5 separate regions of the Zea mays genome follow, and all the other regions are linked to region 3. The links are chromatin contacts, called in public Hi-C maps. All regions are on one chromosome and are shown on one strand. Each heading gives the region's core, a stretch centred on a gene start, on an enhancer-like site or on the middle of the called end of the contact. The rest is flanking DNA. Distances are from core to core; before and after follow the strand shown. Region 1 holds the start of LOC100277074. Region 2 holds the start of LOC103653432 (U-box domain-containing protein 18). Region 3 holds the start of LOC100282136 (homeodomain leucine zipper protein CPHB-5). Region 4 holds the start of LOC109946026 (DEAD-box ATP-dependent RNA helicase 29). Region 5 holds the start of LOC100282613 (ubiquitin-protein ligase/ zinc ion binding protein).

Region 1 (5,254 bases), core at 906-3,405, 160 kb before region 3:
ACAAATAACCAAGCTAGTCTCGCTCCATCCGACAGACCATACCCTAGCTCATGTCTAAGGCCATCTCTAACGTGCTCTGTATTTCAAACTCTACTATATAAATAATATAGTTTACAGTGTAAACGGTGTTTTATATGGCTATATGCACGTTCTACTGGAGACCGACTAAGCATTGAGCATCTCCAACAATGTGATCTATAAAAATACGCTATAATTTAAAAATGAGTATATTTTATAGGATTTAGGGCACCAACAATATATTCTGCTTAAACAGTAAAGCACTAAATCTAGATTATAATTTTTTTAGGCATTTGAGATGGTGTTATATAACTATTTGAGGCATTTGAGATGGTGTTATATAATTATTTAACTAGAGTTTATAAAATAAAGAGTTGTTGTAGTTTTTTTCCGCGTAGAGTTATATATATTTTAATTTAAGGTATTAAGGTATTGTTGAAGATACTCTAGCATTCAAATACATTGTAGACGTTCCTGTCAGCTGCTTGACCCCTGAGGTTCTCCTCTAGTCCTTCGAAGTACTAATACATTCAAACGTGCTCTTACTGTCGATTATAGAGAAACTTGCATCACTGTGACGAGCTGAATTGCACACGAGCACATCTAGTCTATATCACATACAAGTGGTAGGAGAGGACAATCCCAACAGCAGCAAAAACTTGACTTCCTAGTAAGCAAGTCAGCACGTGACATATCGGACGGCCGACAATCCTGTTGTGCAAGGATCCGTTCCACGCGGACGGTTGGCTTGGTTCCCATCGGCCACGCCATGCACACGGCCGGCTCGCACTGCTGAGTGCGGGCCATGGGTGGCCTAGGCGTAGGGCTGGACAAAATGCTTGCAGCTCGTCGGCTCGCTCGATTCGTGGCCAGCTCGGCTCGGCTCGGATCGGCTCGTTTGAATTTTTTCGCGAGCTGAGCTGACATCCTAGCTCGGTTCGTTAACGAGCCAGCTCGGTTTGTTAACAAGCCAGCTCGTGAGCTAAACGAGCTATCACATTTCAGCAAAACAAAACTATATACATATCATTTACGTAACAATTGATGAATATGTTATATGTATGTGTGGTGTCTATAACCTATAAGTTAAACTAATGATTGATGAATTATGTCTATGTATGAAATTGGTCTATACGAATATAAGTGTGGGTTAAACTGCTGAATATGTGTGTGAATAGTGAATTAATGAGTGATGAGTTGTGTTAATTTGGTGTTATATTGATATGGTCTGTGAAACTATGAGTATAATTACTATTTTCTGTTTTAAATTAGTTTGAAATTAACTAGAAATTGATTATTAAACACATATTATTTTTTTCTGCTCTGGCTCGCAAGCTAAACGAGCCAGCTCGAGCTCGTAAACGAGTCGAGCCGAGCTGACTCTGTGGCTCGCTACCTTAACGAGCCGAGTCGAGCCAACTCGTTAGCTTAACGAGCCAGCTCGAGCTCAAACGAGCCGAGCCGAGCTGGCTCGATATCCAGCCCTACCTAGGCGGCTAGCCTCCTCTTCAGGGTCTGTTTGGTTGGGCCGTGGCTATGAAAAAAGCTGTTGTGGACTATGAGCTGTGAGAAAAGTTGTTGTGAGCGGTAAACTGTTAAAAAGCTAACAATCGTTTGGTCGAAACCTCTGAAAATCGTTAAAAGTTATTTGATATATGTTTTCACAGTTTAATCTAAAAATCACTAAAAGTAGATCTAGATATGCTTTTATTTTTACACTGTGAGAAAGTCGGCTTTTAAAAAAAGTTGCTTTCTTAATCTAACCCTTTGGTTTGGCTTTGGCTAACCCTCAGTACTCTTGGCTTCTCCTTCGCTGTTGGCTGTTGCTATCCGGTTCACTAGTTCAGTTCTCTGGCCCCGATTCTTCCTCTTCCCCACACCTAAGGGGTTGTTCGGTTAGCTCTCAATCCATGTGGATTGAGTGAGATTGGATGGGTTTGAATCCTAAACAAGTCAAACTTCTTAAGAATTTTTTTTAATCACATCCAATCCATGTGTATTGAGAATAACCGAACAAGGCCTAAAAGATCCGAATCTAGGGACGACCGGGTTCCTCCACCCCAGGATTCTCGTGGCGACCTCGCAACAACCTTGCTCTTCGCATCTTTTCAGTTGCCGAATCTCTCTCGCCTTCTCTGCTTCAGGCTATAGTCAGTCTGTTCTTGGTGATAGGTTTAGTCACAGTAACTCTTCTACTATCGTTTGCTTGCTCCTCCGATTTGCGCCGAGAAGCAACCGCTATAGTTTTCAGCGGTTTCTTTTGTTCCACTTGATGTTGCTTTCGCTTAAAGGGCGGTTCCTTCCTCCATTTGCCTGCCAATATCCACTTTTGACGAGACAGATATTTATTGGATCTAGTTCCGGAAGAAGATAAGATTTTCCTCACAGATTATCCTTTTTGCTTTGCTCTATTCTCTTTGATTTTGTCAGCTTTGCGCCCCCAATTTTCAACCGGATCAAGACGACCCGAGCATTCTTTGATTTCTTTCCCCCACAACGGCCATGTCGCTGAGCCGATTCTCGCAGTGGATATGGCCGGGGAGCAGAGCCAGAAACCGTAGAGGCCGCGACCGCGAGCCACCGGCGTGGAGCAGCACGGCCGTGACGAAAGGCCTCTTCCCGGACTCCCCGTCCGGGTTTCGGGAGCCAGACGCCGGCGTCGGGCGCACGGGCATGATCAGCCGGCGCGGCGGCCGCGCGGAGGACAGGGTCGACAGCGAGCACGGCATGGTTATCGTGCAGTCCGACGGCGACGGCTGCCTGTCTGACTCGGACTCCGACGCCTCCGACTGGTCCATCGGCTGGTTGGAGCCGCTCGCGCCGGATCTCCATAGTGACGTGGACTCCGAGGGCAGCTTCGCCGTCCTCGTGCCGTGCTATCGACGCGGCCGCGTTGACCGACCTGCCCGACCTGATGGTAGGTTCCCTGGTCCTGGTGGTGTCCCCGCCCACGGCGGCGTTTCTGGTGAGCTGAATACGCTAACTGCTAGTTATTCCCTCCACTAGCACTTGCGGAGTACTAGGTGTTGTGCAGAGTTGGTAAATAGACAGTAATTACTAATTACAGTACATCGCTAAACCTGTTTGTTTAGCCTGTTAAACCGATGTCCTAAATGGCAAGTTTCTAGTTATCGGCTGTTGAATTCTTTTGCCAATAATATTGTCTAGGCACCGGATAAGTGTACAATCTAATGAGGCCACAACAGTATAATGAGAGGTGAAACACTTGCGTTACTGCGAGCAGAAAAAGAACAGCAAGAGTTGTAATCTTGGGTGTACGGCCTATCAGCATTTAAGATTCCTATAGTGTCAACTGTCATATAGTGTCATAACACAACTTACATGACTAATTAAGTTTACCATATGGTATGAGTAGGACATAACTTTACTTGATACATGCTTGTTTCCTCTTCGTTTGCTATGCTGCCGTCGTGCCATGATCATTCATACATGTCGTTTACCCAAAACCTCACACACATATATTGTGTGGTGTTCCAAGTTCCAACTAGGATGCTGTGAATCATGTCAATTCAAACCTGTAATGACTGTGTCGTAAATTTATCAGACACCTTGAACCCACCGGGTCAGCGGCACTGCTGTTTTTGTTCTTGTAGATGTGCCCTTTCGGATAGCCTCTGATAATTTTGCATCTAGTCTAGTTTCTTAATTTGGATAGCTTCTATATTGCATGGCACTGGGCTTGGTCCTACCATACATATTAGTTGTGGCCCATTGTAAAGTCTTAGATGTGAGGCATCCACTATAAATTGAAAATGCTCCCTATGTGTCATTTGTTTTTAGAACCTTGCCCTTTGTGCCATTGTTGATCATATAATGGGAGTCTCCATCTTGCCTCGCCACTTTCCCCTCCCTCCCAGCTCACCTGCTGCTGAGTTCAGGAGACAAACTTTGAGAATTCAATCTGAGGATCCCATTTCTAACCATTGAAGTGTTCTTTGCATCAATTGAGACACATAGGAATGGTTTTTCTGTTGATCCTTCCTAGAAGTGTATCTGTATTGATAATTTTCGCACTCCTTGATCGATCTTGTATTGTATTCCTGCATTCATTTGGCTTATCAGATTTGTTATTGTTTTTGTTTATTTACAACCGGAAAAACATGCTCTCTGCCTGAACCACAATTTACGACAATATTTTATTCTGGTATTCTACCATTTTAATATCAATATCCTAATATACATAACAAATATTGTTTTCTATGCTTCAATCAAGCTTATATATCCTAATACAGTTATGCCATTTGATCATTTTGCTGTTTTTTTGTTATTCGTATTGTGAACAGAATTACTGCCTCCGCTGTAATCCTTCTGACTTTGTAGTCTGTCTCTATTCTGTAGATAACAGGACTTCTGTGGAGCAGTGGGTGTCTTCCCTTCAGAACTGATTTCTCCAGTTCCATTCTTAGCTGGCTTCAATGTATAATACAGTATTGTTTCATTCCTCATGTGTGGGAATAGATGAAGAGAGGAAACCCAAAAGGGAAAAGGAAGAGGACAGAATCACAGAACAGAACATTAGCAATGGATTATATATAAAAAAAACAACAACGGATGGGTCATGGGTGCATCATTCTTCCTAAGGTTCCAAGGCTACCTTATTCTTGCAGAGTAAGACCATCGTGATAACCTTGATTTGTGATTGGTATGAAATGTCATTGACACTTTTGACGATGGAGCAATGGATTGATGGCCTCATTATCCCATTTTCTTCTAAAGTCTAGACTACCTGTATATACAATCATTATGTCATTGGCATGTTCTTTCTTCTGCATTCATGAATAACTGGAACTGCTCTTATGGATTCCACGTATCTTTTGTATGAAGATTATTTAGTTTTTGTCCGTGAATTGTTTTTTGAAAGGATCCCTCAAGAGGGTGAATTAAACAAGCCTCTAATTTTTACCTAGTCAAAAAAAAATTCAAGAAAGCAATGTAGCAACTACAATTTTACTTCTCTACTGCAAAAGAGTATACAATCTAGATTTTAATCCTATCACTAATAAGTTAAATTGAAATCCTTGAATACCATACACCTATCTGCCTAGGCAAAAAAATTAATTAGTCCCTTTTAGATATTTTCGAGAGACTAAAGACAAAAATTAATTAGTCTCTACTTCCGTTTAGTAAAAAAAAACTAAACGAGACTAAAAAAATAGGGACTAAAAATTAATCCTCAGAACCAAACGGCGCATTAGTTCATTATCCAAAACATTCA
Region 2 (4,553 bases), core at 768-3,267, 130 kb before region 3:
TCGGCTATCATAAGGTCTCCGATATGACTGCCCCCAGGGACCATGCTTACTCCGAGCTTATCTCGGAACGTATCAGCTATCTCCTCCCTTACTATATCAATGGCAGCCAGTGGGAGACCACCGGCTCTCTGGTCTAACAAGGGTGAGGTTGTTTGGCTATTAGTATGTTGTCTTCCTCTCATTGGTTTGAGTTTTGTGGCACATTACTACTTGCCCTATGCGGCTCATAGGACTGGCCATTCCTTTCTGGCCTTCTAGGACGGGCCGGAAAGTACTCGCCCCCATGGGTTTGGGATGCTATATTATGGTGCTGGTATGTCGCATGATGTGATGGGAAGTTCAGCTGAGACGGATGCAGATTTGGATAACAATCCTCCTTAAAAAGCTGGTCGGACCGTTCGTTGTTGTATGCGGACTGTCCGTCACTGTATGTGGATTGTCCGTCACTGTATGCGGACGGTCCGACTGGGTAGTTTAGCGTTTGCGCAGTACGTGGTGGCTCGGGTGCATGTCTCGGTAATTCATTCCTAAAAATGGGGCCGGCCGCCACTGGCCCGGACGGTCCGCGCTCACGTGCTGACGGTCCGGACATGCGCAGATCGACGAATTTATCGCCGATTTGCGTAGGAGGCTGTGATTGCCTAGGGTACGTGTCTATCGACATCCCATAAATGTGTTGTGAATGGTCGTGACAACATGTAGCCGATGAATCACGCGTGTTTTCCCCCAATTCAACCTCGTGCGAAGGAAAATTTGCAATAGTAGATTTATCAAACGCACGCACTAGCCGTTTATAGTCATTTTGCACACCCCCTATAATCTGTTGCATTTGGTCTCGTTGCTCATCTATGTAAGCTTTAAGAGATTGGAGTTCGTTTGTGTTGCTTACCTTGGGGGTAGCTGAAGTGGGTCGGAGCGAAGCTAGATTAGTCGCCCGTTGCCGAACGGCCTTGTTATTCCTGTCCACTTTAAAGTTGGCTAGGAATTTTGCTTTTGCTTCTTTGATCAGCTGCTCCTTGTGCTCCTCGAACTCGAAATGTTTTTCAGGCGGTAAGGTTTCCCAATTCGGCTCAATGATATTGCTGGGAGAGACGTCATAATTATCCCTTGAACCGGCCATTGAGGGCCGAACTGATAGGTCTATATGTGAATTTCCCGGCAAAGTCGCCAAAAAGTGTGTTGGCACCGATTCGGGCGTCAATCACTGCGATAAGAACCGGTGGACGGTCCACGACCTGGCGCAGGGGCTGGTGTTCCTGCCTGACGGGTCGAATGGTCCGCGCCTGGTGACCGGACGGTTCGCGCATACGCAAGGACGATGAAGTTCGCCGGCTGGATCTCGCTCCCAGGAGGGACCCCATCGGGGAGGAGAGATCTTAGGCTTTGTCTTGGGATCGGCAGGTCACCCAAGACGCCCCTAGTCGACGTAGAGCCGAAGAGAGGTAAATATTTGGGTAGAGAAAAGCTAAACTAGAACTATTCTAAATGCATAAGTTAGAAACGAGATGTATATTGATTATTTAATCGATTGTTGGTGTTTCAATTGATCGTAGCCCTATATATATATATATAGAGGTGTGGTATGGACCTGTTACAAGCATTTTTCTGAGTTAATTTTATAGATTTAGCAAAAAATACATAAGAAACTCGGAATCCTAATTGATTCTGCGTGCAATCGGCCTCAATTTTTTTTTTTGCCCAACACTATAAGGTTATCTCTCCTACTACTTGGCGCTGATAATTCGAGTCAAAATCACATGAGCCACGTATGCCCCCAGTTGAGTTCGTTTATTTATTTATAGGAGGAAATAGATTGTCTGTCCAGCGCAGCTCTGCACTGTGCGTCCGTGCCTTCATAAAAGTCGGCGCGTGAGAGGAAGCTGCAGCTCACCATCCATCGGCCCCACCAGGCACCGTCCACGTGGACGCATCGACACGTGTCCCTATCCGACCTTTGAGGGCAACACGTGTGCCCGCACTCCTATAAGTAGGCGCGCTTCCAAATTTGGCCGGCCGCCGCGACAAGAGGCGAGACAGAGAGGAATCGTCGACGTCGTCTGCTCGTCCGTTCCCATTACCCCCTCTTGCAGGTTGTTTGCTTTGCTTCGTCCGACACCCAAAGAAGATGGCGCCGCGGCCGCGCCGACGGATGCTGGCGCTGCCGGCGGTGTACCCGTGCGAGGCCATCGAGCCGGCGCCGCTGCTGGCGTCGCTGATCTCCCTCGCCGCGGACATCGCCGGCCTCCGCGCCGCCGACGTGGACGCGCTCCCGGCGCTCCGTGGCGCGGCACGCGAGGCTGTCCGGATCGTCGGCTTGGTCCTCGTGCTCCTCGACGGCATCGTCCGCGACGCTCCGGCTCCGGACCAGGCGGCCGTGCTGGGCCTCTCGGAGCTACACGTGGCGCTACAAAAGCTGCGGCTCCTGCTCGCCGACTGCGCCCGGAAGGGGGCGCGCCTGTGGGTGCTCATGAACGCCGAGCTGTCGGCCTCCGAGCTCCGGGTGCTGCTGGGCTCCGTCGCCACGGCAATGGACGCGCTGCCGGGGGACGTCGTCAGGGCGTCCGCGGACGCCGAGGAGCTCGCGGGGCTGGTGTCCCGGCAGGCGTGGCGCGCGGCGTCTCGTCTGCGGCCGGACCCGGAGGACGACCGCGCGGCGCGGGCCGTGCGCTCGGTGCTCGCGCGGTTCGCGAGCGGCGTGTCGCCCGACGCAGAGGACGCCAGGCTCGTGCTCGCCTGCGTCGGGGTCGACACCTGGCTGGACTGCTCCGAGGAGGCCGCGTTCCTGGAGGCCGAGCTGCTGGAGCGCCTGGAGACCGGCAGCGACAGCGACAACGACAACGACCTCGTGCTCATCGGCGGCCTCATGGCGTTCTTGCTCTACTGCCGCGTCGTCTTGTTCGACCGCATCGATGATTCCGGCAAGGCCGCGACGGCGAACAGGCTCCCGCCGAGGTGGGCGGCGGGGGTCAACCTCAACCTGGAGGCGCTGCAGTGCCCGATCACGCTGGAGCTGATGACGGACCCGGTAACGGTGGCCACCGGCCAGACGTACGACCGCGCATCCATCAAGAAGTGGATCAAGAGCGGGTGCCGGACGTGCCCCGTCACCGGCGAGAGGCTGCGCAGCGCCGAGCTCGTGCCGAACGTCGCGGCGCGCGCGGTCATCGAGCAGCTCCTCCTCAGCCGGGGCGTCCCGCTCCACGAGCCCAGCAGCAAACACCGGTGCGCGGTCGACAAGACCGCCACGCCGTTCGGCGCGGCCGCGGCCGGCGGCGTGCGCCTCTCCGCGGCGTTCCTGATGGCAAGGCTGTCCAGCGGCGCGCCCGAGGACCAGAAGAAGGCGACGTACGAGGCCCGCAAGCTCTCGAAGCGGAACGTCTTCTACCGGGCGTGCCTCGTGGAGGCGGACGCCGTGCCGTGGCTGCTCCACCTGCTCTCTTCCACGGACGCGTCCGTGCAGGACAACTCCGTGGCGGGCCTCCTGAACCTGTCCAAGCACCCGGCCGGGCGGCGGGCGCTGGTGGAGGCCGGCGGGCTGGGCCTCGTGGTGGACGCCGTGAACGTGGCCGCCAAGGTCGAGGCGCGGCAGAACGCGGCGGCCATCCTGTTCTACCTCTCGTCCAACCTGGAGTACTGCGAGGAGATCAGCCGCATGCCGGAGGCGGTTCCGACGCTGGTGCGCCTGGCGCGCGAGGGCGCGTACCGCGGCCGGAAGAACGCGCTGGTGAGCCTCTACGGGCTGCTCCAGTGCGCGGACGCGCACGGCAGGGCGGTGTCGGCGGGCGCCGTGGACGCGCTCGCCGGCCTGCTGGGGTCGTCCGCCGGAGACGACGACCTCGCCCTCGACGCCGTCGCGCTGCTCGCGAGGCTCGCGGAGCAGCCGGCCGGCGCGCGCGCCGTCATGGAGAGCTCGGAGCTGGTGACGAGGCTCGTGGACTTGTTCGGCGAGGCGGCGTCGCGGTCGGCGAAGGAGCACTGCGTGGCGCTGCTGGCGTTGCTGGGCCGGCACTGCGGGGACAAGGTGCTGACGCTGCTGGGCAAGCTACCTGGCCTGATGCCGGCGCTGTACGCGGTGATCGCCGACGGCACCCCGCAGGCGGGCAAGAAAGCGCGGTGGCTGGTGAATGAGATCCACCGGCACTACGAACAGCGGCAGACGCCGGCGTCCGCGCCAGCACCGACGACCGGCGACCGTGTCATCCATGTATAGTATATGGCGCACGAATGTTGTACATTTGTTTTTGTTTTGACTGCTTTTCGTCTTTGATGATTGGGTTCCTTTCCCGGTTCGAGTTATTTTTTTGAGAGCCGGGACGGGATCGGATACTGATTTCGTCGTGAGTTGTACAGAACAAAGCCAAGTATAAATGTAGAGAGGACACTTTTATAGTATCTGGTTTGTGATTTGGTACCAAATACTCCTACATGAATGTTGAGCAGTTCCAAAATAAATCAACACACTTTTATAGTGTCTTGATTTTGTCTTTCGTGTTTGGTGTGGCTTGTACATAAATCGATGGATGGATTGGCGTTAGCAGAGGGCAAATGAGAGT
Region 3 (4,525 bases), core at 1,242-3,741:
ATCCAAAGCAGTTAATTGGATAATAGCTAAAATGCATCCAGTAGTGGGTCATCACTGATGACTACCTATGGCCAAATTGAAGCTGACAAAAGTGGTACTGACTTATTTAATTTTACACACAGTAACTTGTCGTGGGAAGACAGCTTTTTCATGCAGACGCCCTTGAGCTTCAGAAAATTTGAATTCCAAGACTTACCTATTCCTAGCTAAACCCTCAGAACTCCTTATAATCAATATCTTGGATGAGAACAGCATGCATACACATCGGAAAGACGAGTTGTCTTTGGAAAGAACCTACTACCAATAACAACACTACTGGATAATGTAAGTTTTCGATTGTTTTGGGTCCATGGTCGAAAGTTATTATACTATCTAAGCATGCTCATCTTAAAGCCCACGTTTCAGTAATGTTGATAACATTGATGACACTAATTTGACATACATGGCATTTCAAAACATCCAAACAACGATGATCATGAACTCATTTACATTATTCCCCAGTTTTAACTCTAGTTCCTAGTTTCCTACGGATATGCTTGCACTTGCAGTCTTTTCATCGCACCATGACATCGAACTTCAGACGATGACCTTTATTTAAGAGAGGAGAGGCAAATAAATAACATAAACTGGAAAAGATACCCAATGTTACCAAATGCCAGTTTAAAGTTAACATGAAGCTTAAGAGTGTGCTTGGTTTAGTTTTTTGTTGTGGCTTTTGACCCCAAAAGTCAAAATCCAAACCAAATGGTCCAATTCATCAATTAGCTTTTTCCAAAAGCTGACTTTCTGGCATGGCAGTGCAAAGTTGAAAGCAACTCTAAACCTGCGGCTTTTGGATGAAAACTTTGCAAATATATATGGAAAAACGTTTAGTGGCTTTTAACAGCTTTCATCAGACGACTTTTAGTTTTTTAGTTGTCACAACCCACACCAGATTTTTTTCAGTCACAACATCTTTTTTCATAGCCATAGCCCAACCAAAATCACCCTAAAGTACCGTTTGAAAAAAAAAGCTAAATCATTAAATCGGCAATAGAAACAAGTTCAAGAATCCGGATGGCATTTCCTATTCACTCGAGGCAGCAGTGCGGCGACGAGCCTGAGGGTGTTTGGTTTGTAGGGACTAATTTTTAGTCGCTCCATTTTATTCTATTTCATCTCCTAAATTGCTAAATATATAAACTAAAATAGAGTTTTAGTTTTTATATTTAATAATTTAGTAACTAAAATAAAATAAAATGGAGTGACTGGAAATTAGTAACTGGAAACCAAACGTTCCGTAACTAACTGTGGTGCGAAGATGGCTGGACAACGCATGTGTTAATCAATGAAATCAAGTAACAATCGATCAGCCGAGGAGACGAAGCGAGGTGATGAGTCAGCTACCTGTGCCCGGAGGTTATCGTTGTCGGCCAGGAGGCCCTGGTGGTCGGCGGCGAGTGCGTCGTAAGCAGCCTTGAGGCGGTCATAGTCGGTCTCGAGTTGCTTGGTCTTCCAGCGCGCGCGGCGGTTCTGGAACCAAACAGCTACCTGGCGGGGCGCCATCCCCAGGCGGCGAGCCAGCTCGGTCTTGCGCTCCGGCTCCAGCTTGTTCTCTTCTTCGAAGCTCCGCTCCAGCAGCTGCACCTGCTCCGCCGTCAGTCGGCGCTTCTTCTCCGGCGCCTGCTCGTCGTAGTACTCCTCCTCTAGGAGCTCCTCGTGTGTCGTGAAGAAGGGCCGCTTGCCCACGCGCGTCGCGTCGTCCATGCCCAGGACCGCCATCGGAACACCTGCGCCACATGCCCACATGGCACCGCGCCGCGGGTAAGCAATCGGGGAATCGAGAACCGCAAGACGCATCCAGATCTGACCGGCTCCCGATGAGTCACGCACGCACCTCGGAAGAAGCCGTTGCTGTTGGCGCTGCCTCCGCCGCCGAAGAGCAGCATCTGCGCGCCGCCGCCCCGCCGCGTGCCGCCAGAGTCGAAACTGACCGCGCTCGGATCCATGCTGATTCTTGTCCGCTCACTGCGCCTTAGTCCCTTCGTCTCCCCAATAACGCAACAAAACCCAATCTTGAAACTCAAAGAACACAAACACACACACTCGAACGGGTGCTAGGACCGCGCAGCAACAGCGGGCCGCCGCCGAGGTGATCGACGCGGGTGGGGCGGGCTCAGAGGAAGCAGGAGGAGGAGCTGAGCTTATGGCGGAAGAAGCTAGTGCTCCAGAGCAACCGCGTGGACGTCTTCATGGGGTACAGCGAGAACCCCATAAACCCGCCGCAGGGCAAGGAGATGGGGGGCTTCCTCCGGCGAGCGGCTCCTTCCGGTGGCCCGGCGGACCGGCCAGGGGCTGAACTGCAATTAGAACTTCTGAGGAGGGGGTTGACACGGAGGGATAGACCGATGATGGGAGCTCCGGTGGTGGATGCCGCTGCAAGTGTTTTTCTTTTTCCCCTCCTTTTTATATTTATCAGGAGTTTCTTTTGGATGAATTTCGCTGCTAAAGTTGGGAGGGTTAGAGATGGCGGGACTTTATAGGAAGCGGGAGGGGTCTGTTGACGAAAATGCCCTCTCGGTTAGGATGTGATGTTGCCTCCTGATTGGGGGATTAGGGAATTTTTTAATTCGGAACATGATGCTGTTTTGGGATCTAAGTTGCCCCTGATGGCGGATCGGGGACACGTAAGCTTGGTTTAAGGTACGGCACTTTTCTTAAGTACACAGATGCTGACTTTTCTAGCTTGAAAAGCATTTCTCTGTTCTTTGTTTTTTCAGAAGAGAGTGGAGGGATTGGACTTGCATCACACAACTGTTCATCTTTTGCGTGCTGGCAAGTCCACCAAGTGCTCAATCCAGGCAAAATGTTTTGGGAAAAAAAAGCTTCCCAATTAACCTGTGTGTCATCATATGATGCACGAAAAACTCAAATTTGGGTGGATGAAACGCATTAAACTTTTGGTCGAGAAAATTCTAGCTGTAGTTACAGCATTCTATTTTTGCACTCAGATCAACTTGTTGACCTTTTTTCTGAAAATTTATATTTTTAATGAAAGTCTTTCATTTAATAAAATTAATGAAAACGATTTCCACTTTAACCATTAAAATGTCTGCGAGACCGATATTCTGGAATGATGCAAATTGAAATGACAATTAAAATTTTCGTTTGTGAGAACAAAAGTGATATTCTCTCATTTCTAATCTATAATTCGTTTGACTTTTTAACAAGTTTGACACACTCGTATTATTCAATTTTTTGACAAAAAATAAAAAATTCAAAGCCGGACTTATAGTGTGTTTGGCTCCCACCTCATAATCTTTAGTGACTAAAGTTAGTTACTCTCAGTCCCTAAAATACTAAACAAGGTGACTAAAATCAGTCTTCAAACATAATTTCTAGAGACTAAAGTTTAGTTCCAAAAGTTTAGGAGGGTGACTAAAAAACCAAACACCCCCTTAAAAGTATATTATGGTCTCCTTTGAAACGGAGAAAAAAAGTGAAGGAATTTCGAAGGATTGAAAATCTATAGGAAATTTTCTATTTGAGCCTTGGAACAAAGGAATTGAGTTCTTACCGATCCTACAAAATTCATATGGAATAGACCATTGTAGTGAGAATTTGGAGGATTTTAACATGAGGTCCAACCTCTTGGAAATTTTTCTATGAATGGAAGTGGCATGCAACTCTATTCCTATATTTTTCATATCCCTATGTTTTACCAATCTTGCATTTCAAAGGAGGCCTATATGGTAAACGATATCACAATAAAATTAATAATAATAATGATTTTTTTGAATAAGACGAGCCGATCAAACTTGTTGTAAAAACTCAAATAAGTTTTTCGAGCAGAACGTCCCTAAATCCAGTCTTTGGCGGCTCGCACTACCGGCACCTTTGTTGCTCAATGCTCATAGTAAGGGTTACAAGCGGACGAGAGAGGGAGGAAGAGCTCCCAAGTTTGTTATGCGTGGATGGACCTGAAGACTATGGAACTGGAGTTCTAAGCTAAGCCTTGGACGTTACTCTGGCCCTCGGGTCTTCTGGTCACGTCGAGCGTGTATGGTTGTCTTCCGTTGAGTGTCCACCCCTTGTGTCTGTCTCTCCGACCCTCTCCTTTTATAGACCAAGGCGGGGGACGGTTACCAGCTCCTTCTCTTAGAAGGAGCTATCGAGTCGTAGTAAACAAGGAGTTACCCCGATAAATCGTGCTTGTCGGCTTGCGTCCTAGTCGTCTGGGCTTTAGCGACTGTGTCATTTATGTCAGGCGGCATGGGCGACTTGGAGCCCTAGCGCCATTATTACTGCCTCTACGCCACGCCGACCCTTGGCCCTCTGTAGCATGGGTCTCGGTGTGGCTTATCGTATTATGGGTCTTGTAGACGACCTGTGCACTTAGGCCTAGGCTCGATAGGTCGTGAGTGTGCCACTGGCCGAGGGGTTCGTAGGTCATGAGCACGTTGCAGGTGGAGGGGCTCATATGTCATGAGTGCATCGCAGGCCCAGGAGCTCGCAAGTCATGAGTGGTAGGCGGACCGACTCTCCT
Region 4 (5,031 bases), core at 460-2,959, 190 kb after region 3:
TATGGCATGTCCTCTGAAGTGACAAATGTATAAGCTGTTCCACTTCTACCTTGTCTAGCCACTCGACCAACTCTATGAACAAATAACTTAGGCTTTGCAGGAAAGTCCCAGTTCACTACATTATCCAGCAACGGAATATCCAAGCCCCTCGCAGCAACATCTGTCACAATAAGTAGCATGGTCTTCCTTGCCCTGAATTTTGAAATATGAATCATACGAGCTTCCTGATCCATAGCACCATAGGATAGGGAAGGCTCTAAACCTTCTTCTCTGAACAAAACATTCAAGAACTCCACATGATGCTTGGTTGAAACAAAAATTATTGTCTGCTCCTCAGAGCTGATGCGTTCCCTGACCAAATACAGTAAGGCAGCAAGCTTCTCTTCTTGGCGCAGTGTGAAGAACACCATCCTGAGATCAGGACTGATCTTTTTGTCCAAGTCGAGCCTCACAATGTGCGGATCACGCAGACCAGCTTTTGCAAAATCTGCAAGGGCACTAGGCAAAGTGGCACTAAAGAGCAATGTTTGTCGTGTATCATTTAGCTTCTTCAGAATATCGTGCAAATGTTTGGCGAACCCCATGCTGAACAAGGAATCTGCTTCATCAAACACAACATATTCCACTGAGCGAAGAGTCATGTCCTTGACATCATTCAAATGGTGCATGAGCCTGCCTGGCGTGGCAATTATGATATCAGGACACTCTGACAGGTCCTCAAACTGACTCTCCATGCTATCTCCACCAACAATTATGCTGGTTCTTAGGTCTACAAGATGGGGGAAAACAAGTCACCATTCCGCACTGATGAAATATTTCGAGCTGAGAAGGAGCAGCCCAGAAAACACAACAATCGATGCCCAAAATTGTATACAAGGGCACAAAGACAACAATATACCCAAAATGGTAGGCTGCTATCTCAAGTAAAGCAGCCCAATATAAGCCGCTGAATTATGCATCTCGAAAGTGTCATATAAAAATTCTCAATTGGTAAAACAGCATGATTGCTATGTAGCAAAGCTGACAGCGGCACATTGGCCTGGCTACGAGCACGAGGACTACTACGCACCTGTGAACTTGCCGAGCTGGTTGGAGAACTTGAGCGTCTGCATCGCGAGGTCGCGGGTAGGTGAGAGGATGAGCGCGCGGACGCCGGCGCTCGGGTCGCGGCGGCGGAGGCGCTGCAGCATGGGCACCAGGAATGCGGCGGTCTTCCCGGAGCCCGTGCGGGCCATGGCAGCGACGTCGACGCCCGCGAGGATGAGCGGCATGGTCTTGCGCTGGATCGGCGTGGGCACGCGGTACCCTTTGTGGCGCACCCCGCGGTACACCTCCTCGCAGAGCCCCATCGACTCGAACCCGCCCGACTTGGACTTCTTGCTGACGCCGCCCACCGACTTGCCACGCTTCGGCCGCCGCGTGGACATCGCATCCGGCTCCGCTCCGGCGCCCATGGCGGAGGAGGAGGAGGGCTTGGGCTTCCTGGAGGATTTGGACTTCGTGGGGGTTAAGCGAGCCATGGGGTGGCTGGGAAGTAGGGAGGGAGGGCAGAAGAGGGAGACGTGGGTTTAGCCGTTTGGGGCTTTATCAACGTCGGCCGTGGCGGCGAGGTACTGCGGAAGCGGAAGGAGAGGAGAGGGGTGGAGGGGAGACACGCGAAGCAACTTGCGCGACGAGCCAGGTCGGGAATCATGGGCCGGGTCGACATGAAAAAAAACTCATGGGCTGAGATACAATGGGCCTGTTTGGTTGCATTTATATGACACAAGCTAAGTTCTAAAAATATAGGTCCTGTTTGACACAGTTTATTTTTATTTTCAACTTGTTCACAAATTTAAACACAGTCAGAAAGACAATTTCTGCAGCAGCTTATCAGTTCTGCTGCTTATCAAAATAAACTAAAAGCAGACAACAAGCAGAAACTGTTTTCATCAACTTCTAAGATAAGTTATTTTTTCAACAAGCAACAGCAATGCTAAACAGGACCATAATTTCATCATACTTAGAATGCCTTCAACGGACACGTCTACCTAGAGATGGCCAAAGGGGCCGCCCGGCCCGGGCCCGGTGAAGCCCGGCCCGCCAGGCACGGTTAGAAAACCGGGTCGGGCCTTCTAAGCACGCGGGCTCAATTTCCTGTCCGAGCCCGGCCCACAGCGGGCCTAAACGCGGGCCGGCCCGTTTAGCACGAAAAAAGCGGGCCGAAAATGGGCTATGCGGGCCGGTAAGCACGTTTTAGTGTAAAAAAGCGGGTTTAATGGGCTTAGAGGTAAACGGGTCGTACCGAGCTAGCCCACCGTGCCTAGTTTCTTGTCCGAGCCCGGCCCGCTTATTCGTGCCGGGCCGGGCCCGCATAGAACCGAGTCATGCCGGGCTCGGACCGGACCCAAACAGCGGGCTTCGTGCCAGGCTCGCGGGCCTCGTGCTTATTGGACATCTGTGCGTCTACCACGCCTCCCCCCCTAATGTAGCGGCTACAGGATCACGCGAAAACGTCGCAATGGCCTCCCCTACACAGTCCTTCATCTCATCGGCGTTTTCTCTCCCCTGATGAAGGGGAACGCTACCAACATTCACTCGCGCGCAGCACCGGTCAGTTCCTATTCGCGGCTTTCTATGGAAGGTTCTCCCGTACAAGATGCGGAAGACGGCGACAACGCAACCTTGATTCCATCGACGAAGCTCCGACGTCAGGCGTCGCGATCTGCATGGCAACATCCCCGTCATGCCGAAGATCTGGATTTGACGTCCTCCCGCTCGTCGTCTGATGCTCTCATTGCGGCGGAACCCAAAGAAGCTACTCGCGGTCGCGGTTGAGTGAGGCTGCACTCGCTGACGTCTCACTAATCCTAGCTCCTTCTCCGACGAGGCATCAAGCCACCACGGACGACGTCGCGCTAGGAAGCAGCCATCGGTTGAGCCCTCACCCATTCACTGCCCGATCAACCTCTACCCTAGGAATGGATTCTGGTTGTACTCATGTAGATCTGCACTTTAATGTTGATTATCTTACATCGTTAGCGATGGATCTGCATAGTAAAAAGAATAGAATGCTCAAGATATGGTTTGATCTGAATGTGACCTGCCATAGACAGTTCTTTGTGGTGGGTGATTGAAGCCATAGGTAGGGTATATGGTGCTCTGAGCCTGGAGTTATCCTTTTTAGGGCTTATTTAGATTACAGGAATTTTGAAGGAACAATGTTGGAATAGGAAAGTTTCCTATCCTATATATAGTTTGGCTGGCATGATGCACCAATAATATTTCATAGGATTTTATCCCTTTATGTGTTGATTCCATAGGATTTCTAACATCCACCAAGAGCTCTTGGAAAAATTCCTACAAGCGAAGCACGAGAAGTGGAATGCTAATGCTAGCAACTAAGGGCCCATTATGGCTTGTCCTATCCAGATTTAAGCAGAGAAAAACACATGCAAAGCACTTATTTGATATTGTTTTCATCCAAGCTTGACATTGCTGCAAAATGAACCCTTCGTTTTTTTCTTGCCCCAACCAAACAACCTTCCACTCAATGTTACTACGTTTTTCAATCCTCTGTGTTGACACCTTTTTCGGGCGCCAATCACTCAATACGAACCAACGGCGGTGCTCTCTGCACCGGCGCGGACGGTCCGCGGCCAGGGGCCGGACGGTCCGCGACCTGGAGCGAGGCTAAGGTTTCCTGCCTGACGACGGCCGGACGGTCCGTGCCCTGGGACCGGACGGTCCGCGCGTGCGTAGGGGCGGCGGAGGATCACCGGCGGAGCCTGGATCTCGCTCCCGGGAGGGACCCCATCAGGTAGTAGAGATCATAGGTGATGTCTAGGCTCGGGTAGATCGACCTAGACTCCTCTAATCGACGTCGAGTCGAAAGGAAGCGGAGGATTTGGGGATTGGAAGACTAAACCTAAACTAGACTAGAACTATTCCTAGGACAAAATGTAAATTGTATTGATTGAAGGTTCGATTGGTTCTTCCAAATCGGCTGTATACCTCTCTATTTATAGAGGAGGGGGGCTGGACCCTTTACAAACTAATTTCCGAGCTTATCCCGAGATTCTCGCCAACAAACATAGCAAGAAACTCGGAACCATAATTTGTTCTGCGCTTGCGCGGATTGTCTGGCCCACAGGCGCGAATTGTCCGGACCGCGGACCGTCCGACCTTATAAAGTAAAACAGGTAATGTTTGGTAACGCCTATTTACTACAAACATTACAAGGCAAGGATTTACCCAAAGCTTTGAATGGGCGTTTCCTCAAGCAGTACCATCCTAGTATGTGGCAAGATGCTTAAGAAAACCGATGTGATCACATCGAGTTAAGATGCTTTTGGTTTGCTCAGCTCCACCAAAAGGCAGGGGGGCATATGTTGGGCACCAAAATGAGTGGTCGGACGGTCCGGCCCTCATTTTGGTGCCCAACATATGCCCCCCTGCCTTTTGGTGGAGCTGAGCAAACCAAAAGCATCTTAACTCGATGTGATCACATCGGTTTTCTTAAGCATCTTGCCACATACTAGGATGGTACTGCTTGAGGAAACACCCATTCAAAGCTTTGGGTAAATCCTTGCCTTGTAATGTTTGTAGTAAATAGGCGTTACCAAACATTACCTGTTTTACTTTATAAGGACCCTCCCAGCTTGGCGACCATTTTCCAAACTTCCGGTCTTTATTCCTTAGAGGCAGGATGGTCTTCCACACCAGGTCCCCTACTAGAAATGACTTTGCTTTGACCTTCTTGTTGTAGGCCCTGGCTACCATGATCTTGTCCTTTTCTATTGCTCCCAAAGCTATCACCCTCTTGTCGGTCACCTCATCAATATTATCCATCATTGAATTATAATAATCAGTGATGGTTAGATCATTTTGTCTGGCGAACCTGACAGCATTCAAACTTATTTCCACGGGCAACACTGCTTCCTGCCCATAGACAAGCTCAAAAGGAGATACTTTAGTAGCACTATGTTTAGATATTCGGTGAGCCCATAAGGCTTCTGACAAAATCTTATGCCAATGTTTAGGATTATCAGA
Region 5 (4,872 bases), core at 1,135-3,634, 220 kb before region 3:
CGACCCCAGAGGATTTCTGTCTCGCCCGAGGCCCCCCTCCAACGGCAAACGTATTTCCGGCTCGCCCGAGGCCCTGCCTTCGCTAAGAAGCAACCCTGACCAAATCGCCGCCCCAACCGACCAAATCGCAGGGGCATTTAATGCAAAGGTGGCCTGACACCTTTATCCTGACGCACGACCCCCAGCCGGCAGAGCCGAAGTGACCGCCGTCACTTCGCCGCTCCACTGACCGACCTGACAGAAGGACAGCGCTGCCTGGGCCACTCCGACTGTGGTGCCACTTGACAGAGTGAAACTGACAGGCAGTCAGGCCCTGCCGAAGGCATCATAGGAAGCTCCGCTCCGCCCGACCCAGGGCTCGGACTCGGGCTAAGTCCCGGAAGACGACGAACTCCGCTCCGCCCGACCCAGGGCTCGGACTCGGGCTAAGTCCCGGAAGACGACGAACTCCGCTCCGCCCGACCCAGGGCTCGGACTCGGGCTAAGTCCCGGAAGACGGCGAACTCCGCTCCGCCCGACCCAGGGCTCGGACTCGGGCTCAGCCCCAGAAGACGGCGAACTCCGCTCCGCCCGACCCAGGGCTCGGACTCGGGCTAAGTCCCGGAAGACGGCGAACTCCGCTCCGCCCGACCCAGGGCTCGGACTCGGGCTAAGTCCCGGAAGACGGCGAACTCCACTCCGCCCGACCCAGGGCTCGGACTCGGGCTCAGCCCCTGAAGACGACGAACTCCGCTCCGCCCGACCCAGGGCTCGAACTCGGGCTCAGCCCCAGAAGACGACGAACTCCGCTTCGCCCGACCCCAGGGCTCGGACTCCGCCCTGGCCTCAGCCGACGGCCTCCGCCTCGCCCGACCCAGGGGCTCGGACTCGACCTCGGCCACGGAAGACAGACTCGACCTCGGCTTCGGAGGAGCTTCCACATCGCCCAACCTAGGGCGCAGACCAGCCACGTCAACAGGAGGCGCCATCATCGCCCTACCCCGAGCTGACTCGGGCCGCAGGAAACAAGACCGGTGTCCCATCTGGCTCGCTCCTGCCAGATAGGCAATGATGGCGCCCCGCATACTCTGTGACGACGGCGGCTCTCAGCCCCCTTACGGAAGCAGGAGGACGTCAGCAAGGACTCAACCGCTCCGACAGCTGTCCCTCCGCCAGGCTCCATCGCTCCTCCGACGGCCACGACATCACACCAGCTGGGTGCCAAAATCTCTCCGGCTGCCACAACGGCATGTACTTAGGGCGCTAGCTCTCCTCCGCTAGACACGTAGCACTCCGCTACACCCCCCATTGTACACCTGGATCCTCTCCTTATGCCTATAAAAGGAAAGACCAGGGCCCTCTTAGAGAGGTTGGCCGCGCGGGGACGAGGACGAGACAGGCGCTCGCTTGGGGCCGCTCGCTCCCTCTCCCGCGTGGACGCTTGTAACCCCCTACTGCAAGCGCACCCGACCTGGGCGCGGGACGAACACGAAGGCCGCGGGATTCCCACCTCTCTCACGCCGGTCTCCGGCCGCCTCGCTCTCCCCCCTTCGCGCTCGCCCTCGCGCTCGACCCATCTGGGCTGGGGCACGCGGCGACATTCACTCGTCGGCCCAGGGACCCCCCGGTCTCGAAACGCCGACATCTAGCATTCACTCCAAGACACAATACAAAAGATCAAATCCTCTCCGAGTCCCAAATTCACTCCAAACACTTAGTGGCTTGTGAGAGAGATTTTTGTGTTCATTTGAGTTCTTGTCGCTTGGATTGCCTTTCTTCTTTTTCCATTCTTATTCTCAAATGCTTTGTAAGCGAGGCAAGAGACACCAAGCGTGTGGTGGTCCTTGCGGGGTTTTAGTGACCCGTGAGATTAAGGAAGAAGGCTCACTCGGCCTAAGTGACCGTTTGAGAGATGGAAATGGTTGAAATAGACCCGGTATTTGTGACATCCTCAACGGGGACTAGATTCTTTGGAACCGAACCTCAGTAAAACAATTCACCGTGTTCACTCGCCTTATTTCTTGGTTGATTTGTTCTCCCTCTCTTTCCGACTTAATTTTAGTTCTAACACTAACCTCTGCTTGTAGTGTGTATTTAAACTTGTAAATTTCAGATTACGCCTATTCACCCCCTTCTAGGTGACTTGCAGTGAGCTCTGAAAAAGATAATGTGGGCTATGAGGTGTTAAAAAGCTAAAAATCATTTAGTGAAACCACTAAAAACCGCTAAAGTTCTTCTATGTGTATCTTTATAGTTTTATCTGAAAAGGCGCTAAAAATATGTTCAGAGATACTTTCAGTTACACTACGCGAAAGTCGACTCAAAAAAATTGTTTCCTATTATATCTATCTCTTTGATTTGGTTTTTAGCTTTTAAAAAATAAAAACCAAAGTCAAAATCCAAATCAAACCCACCGTTACTTCAGCAACCGCCGCGGTAACCTGAAAAATTTTAAACAAGGAAGGGAAACACAAAAGGTGGAAGGGAAAAGGGTTTGATTTCCCCACTCCTGTAGTGCCGCCGCCGTGTTCCGGTGATCCGCCATCCGCCTCCGTTCGCCGTCCCCCGCTTGTCCCGTTAGTGGTTTTCGTCCTTCTGGTTCACTCGCCGGCGGACTACATGCTGATCGACGGGATGAGGTCCGTGGTCGCCACGGTGAGCGGTTACCACGGCGACGAGCGGCATAGGCTTGTAAACCTCATTGCGGAGACCGGTGCTAGCTACGTAGGATCAATGAGCAGATCCATCACCCACCTGGTAAGCCACTACGCACCGCCAGCTGGCTGGGCATCGATTTTTAATTGGGCGGTTTGATTCCACGTGATGTGAAATTGGATCTGGTGCGTGCTACTGTCGGGCAGGTGTGCTGGAGGCTCGAGGGGAAGAAGTACGACATCGCGAGGAGGCTGGGGACACGCGTTGTGAGCCACTGGTGGTTCACGGAGTGTCTCAGGGAGGGGAGGCGCCTCCCAGAGGACCCGTACTTTATGGTAAGGTAGGGGCGATTTTTCTTCAACTGTTTTGAAATTGTGACATGATTAGACAAGTACTCTGTTGTTGTTTCACCTGGACGAATCCATTGGACAAAATTTGAAACTGGAAATAGTAATTATGTTTCGCCCGACAGCCTTGACAGAACGAAATCGCTATGGAGAGTTCTAACCCATCTCACTTTGTGTTCTTAGATTTGTGCATGTTGACAGTATTTCTCAGGTAAAACCCTTTCGATTAATAGTTGCGAAGAAGCAGTGACAGTTCCTGTAAACTACAAGTCCCATATACTATCTTATTCTGTAAAACTGTTGGCTAATTTCTCAGAAAAAAACATTTCTGCCTGGTACACAGTGGTGAAGAAGCAGGGCCAGTCCCAGAGCTGCCTTCTCGTTCCCGTAAACAAGTCAAGAAAAATGCCATCATGGAGGACAGAGTTTTCCAAGAGTTACCTGATGATTTCTGGGACACTCCTCGAGCTAGAGCCAGCTATAAAGTTAAGCTTGATGATTCTGATTCTGATTTTGAGTCTGCCCTGCTAGAACAAGTAAGAATCATAACCTTCATTCCATTTTGTTCCTGCATGCAGACCCATGATGTTGTATTGTCTAATCCAGTGTGCAATTCATCATGTTTCTTATATCTTGATGATTCTGATTTTGATTTTAAGTCTACCCTGCGAGAATAAGTAAGAATCATAACCTTAATTTCATTTTGTTCCTGCATGCAGACCCATCACCCATGATGTTGTATTGTCTAATCCATTGTGCAATTCATCATATTTCTTATATCTCTATTCTACTACTTTAATGCTATGTTTAGCATGTGTAATATTTCCCAATCATGGTTCAGCTAGAATCTGTTGCAGTCGAATATGAGGGCAACAGTTATTGTATATTAGAATATGACCTTCCATCTATGCATAAAGCATGGCTGCCAGCTGGTTGAGTTGATAAGTCTGATTATATCTGATAATTGGTAATTTATCAGGCGATAAATTTAAATTTATGGATGAAATTTGACTGAAAATGGGGAAAACATGAGTTTGACCATTTTTTTCAAATCAAGTATGATATATTGGTATGTTTATAGTTTATAGGACCTCATCGATATCACCAACACTTTGCAACGTACTGCTGAGATTCTGGTAGAACTAACACCACATAATCTAAGCTGAATATAAAGATATGTAGCTCTCTTGTGTGTCCGATAAAAGTATGTATTTCTTCAATTTGAATTGTCAAACTTTCATGTTATACCTAAGGCCTAAGCATAAAACTATATTCCCAAAAAATCTCGAAAGTGCGCTGGACCTACATTTGTTCTTCATTTTGAATTATGGCATTCTTAATACTTCTCTTACCCTTTAATAGTGTCATGTAGCAGTTGATAATCAAATGTGTGTTCACCGTGAACTTACTTTTCCAAAAATAACGATGCATATTGTACTATCAATTTTCTGATGGAGCTTGGTTGACCTGCTGACTTCATGATTCTGTGGGTGATGGGAATTCTAAGAAAAATCATTCACCAGACGTTAAGAAAAGGAGAAAGCGTATGAAGCATGTCAATACATCAACGGACAGAGATGTCTTAAACCTGCAGGATAATGTGTCAAGTGTCATGGTAATATTTATATGCAAGTTTATATTTTATCAATCCCTTTTTTTGTTGAACTATAACCTAGAAATTTTAGGTGTCATATGCTTACTTTCCTGAAATATCTTAATTTGTTATGAACCTCAGTAGTCTGATCCTGAATCCTAATCAAGCACCTTTCAATAGGTTCATATTTTTGGTGATTGGTTTTTGTTTAACAATTATATTTGATGAACACACAACTTGATACACGTTAGCTTAATCACACAAAGAAAATGATTCATTACCTCATGTACAGTTTCT

What was found. Hi-C and Micro-C count contacts between places; a contact is called where the count stands out from the background.
Region 1: a Hi-C map of leaf shows a contact between it and region 3, with 4 times the contacts expected there. The contact joins the promoter of LOC100277074 here to the promoter of LOC100282136 in region 3. A contact is called at or near these places in 5 of 25 Hi-C or Micro-C datasets (ear, endosperm, leaf and 1 more).
Region 2: a contact with region 3 is called in a Hi-C map of leaf, with 4 times the contacts expected there. The contact joins the promoter of LOC103653432 here to the promoter of LOC100282136 in region 3. A contact is called at or near these places in 3 of 25 Hi-C or Micro-C datasets (bundle sheath, leaf and tassel).
Region 4: a contact with region 3 is called in a Hi-C map of leaf, with 5 times the contacts expected there. The contact joins the promoter of LOC109946026 here to the promoter of LOC100282136 in region 3. A contact is called at or near these places in 10 of 25 Hi-C or Micro-C datasets (bundle sheath, ear, endosperm and 3 more) and 1 of 3 datasets of contacts at active chromatin or transcription factors (seedling).
Region 5: a Hi-C map of bundle sheath shows a contact between it and region 3, with 3 times the contacts expected there. The contact joins the promoter of LOC100282613 here to the promoter of LOC100282136 in region 3. A contact is called at or near these places in 7 of 25 Hi-C or Micro-C datasets (bundle sheath, ear, endosperm and 2 more).

What each region holds. Positions count from the first base shown.
Region 1 is chr4:80,439,177-80,444,430 of Zm-B73-REFERENCE-NAM-5.0, forward strand. It overlaps LOC100277074, which reads left to right and starts at 2,156. Exons shown (of 2, transcript NM_001150741.1): 1 at 2,156-2,935; 2 at 4,378-4,742. The coding sequence starts at 2,521. The coding sequence ends at 4,424.
Region 2 is chr4:80,469,925-80,474,477 of Zm-B73-REFERENCE-NAM-5.0, forward strand. LOC103653432 (U-box domain-containing protein 18) reads left to right here and starts at 2,018. Exons shown (of 1, transcript XM_008680337.4): 1 at 2,018-4,452. The coding sequence starts at 2,126. The coding sequence ends at 4,210.
Region 3 is chr4:80,600,232-80,604,756 of Zm-B73-REFERENCE-NAM-5.0, forward strand. It overlaps LOC100282136 (homeodomain leucine zipper protein CPHB-5), which reads right to left and starts at 2,492. Exons shown (of 3, transcript NM_001155048.2): 1 at 1,877-2,492; 2 at 1,387-1,769. The coding sequence starts at 1,988.
Region 4 is chr4:80,795,724-80,800,754 of Zm-B73-REFERENCE-NAM-5.0, forward strand. LOC109946026 (DEAD-box ATP-dependent RNA helicase 29) reads right to left here and starts at 1,710. Exons shown (of 11, transcript XM_020552564.2): 1 at 1,070-1,710; 2 at 1-769. The coding sequence starts at 1,520.
Region 5 is chr4:80,381,398-80,386,269 of Zm-B73-REFERENCE-NAM-5.0, forward strand. It overlaps LOC100282613 (ubiquitin-protein ligase/ zinc ion binding protein), which reads left to right and starts at 2,385. Exons shown (of 7, transcript NM_001155521.1): 1 at 2,385-2,736; 2 at 2,841-2,974; 3 at 3,325-3,517; 4 at 4,489-4,596. The coding sequence starts at 2,599.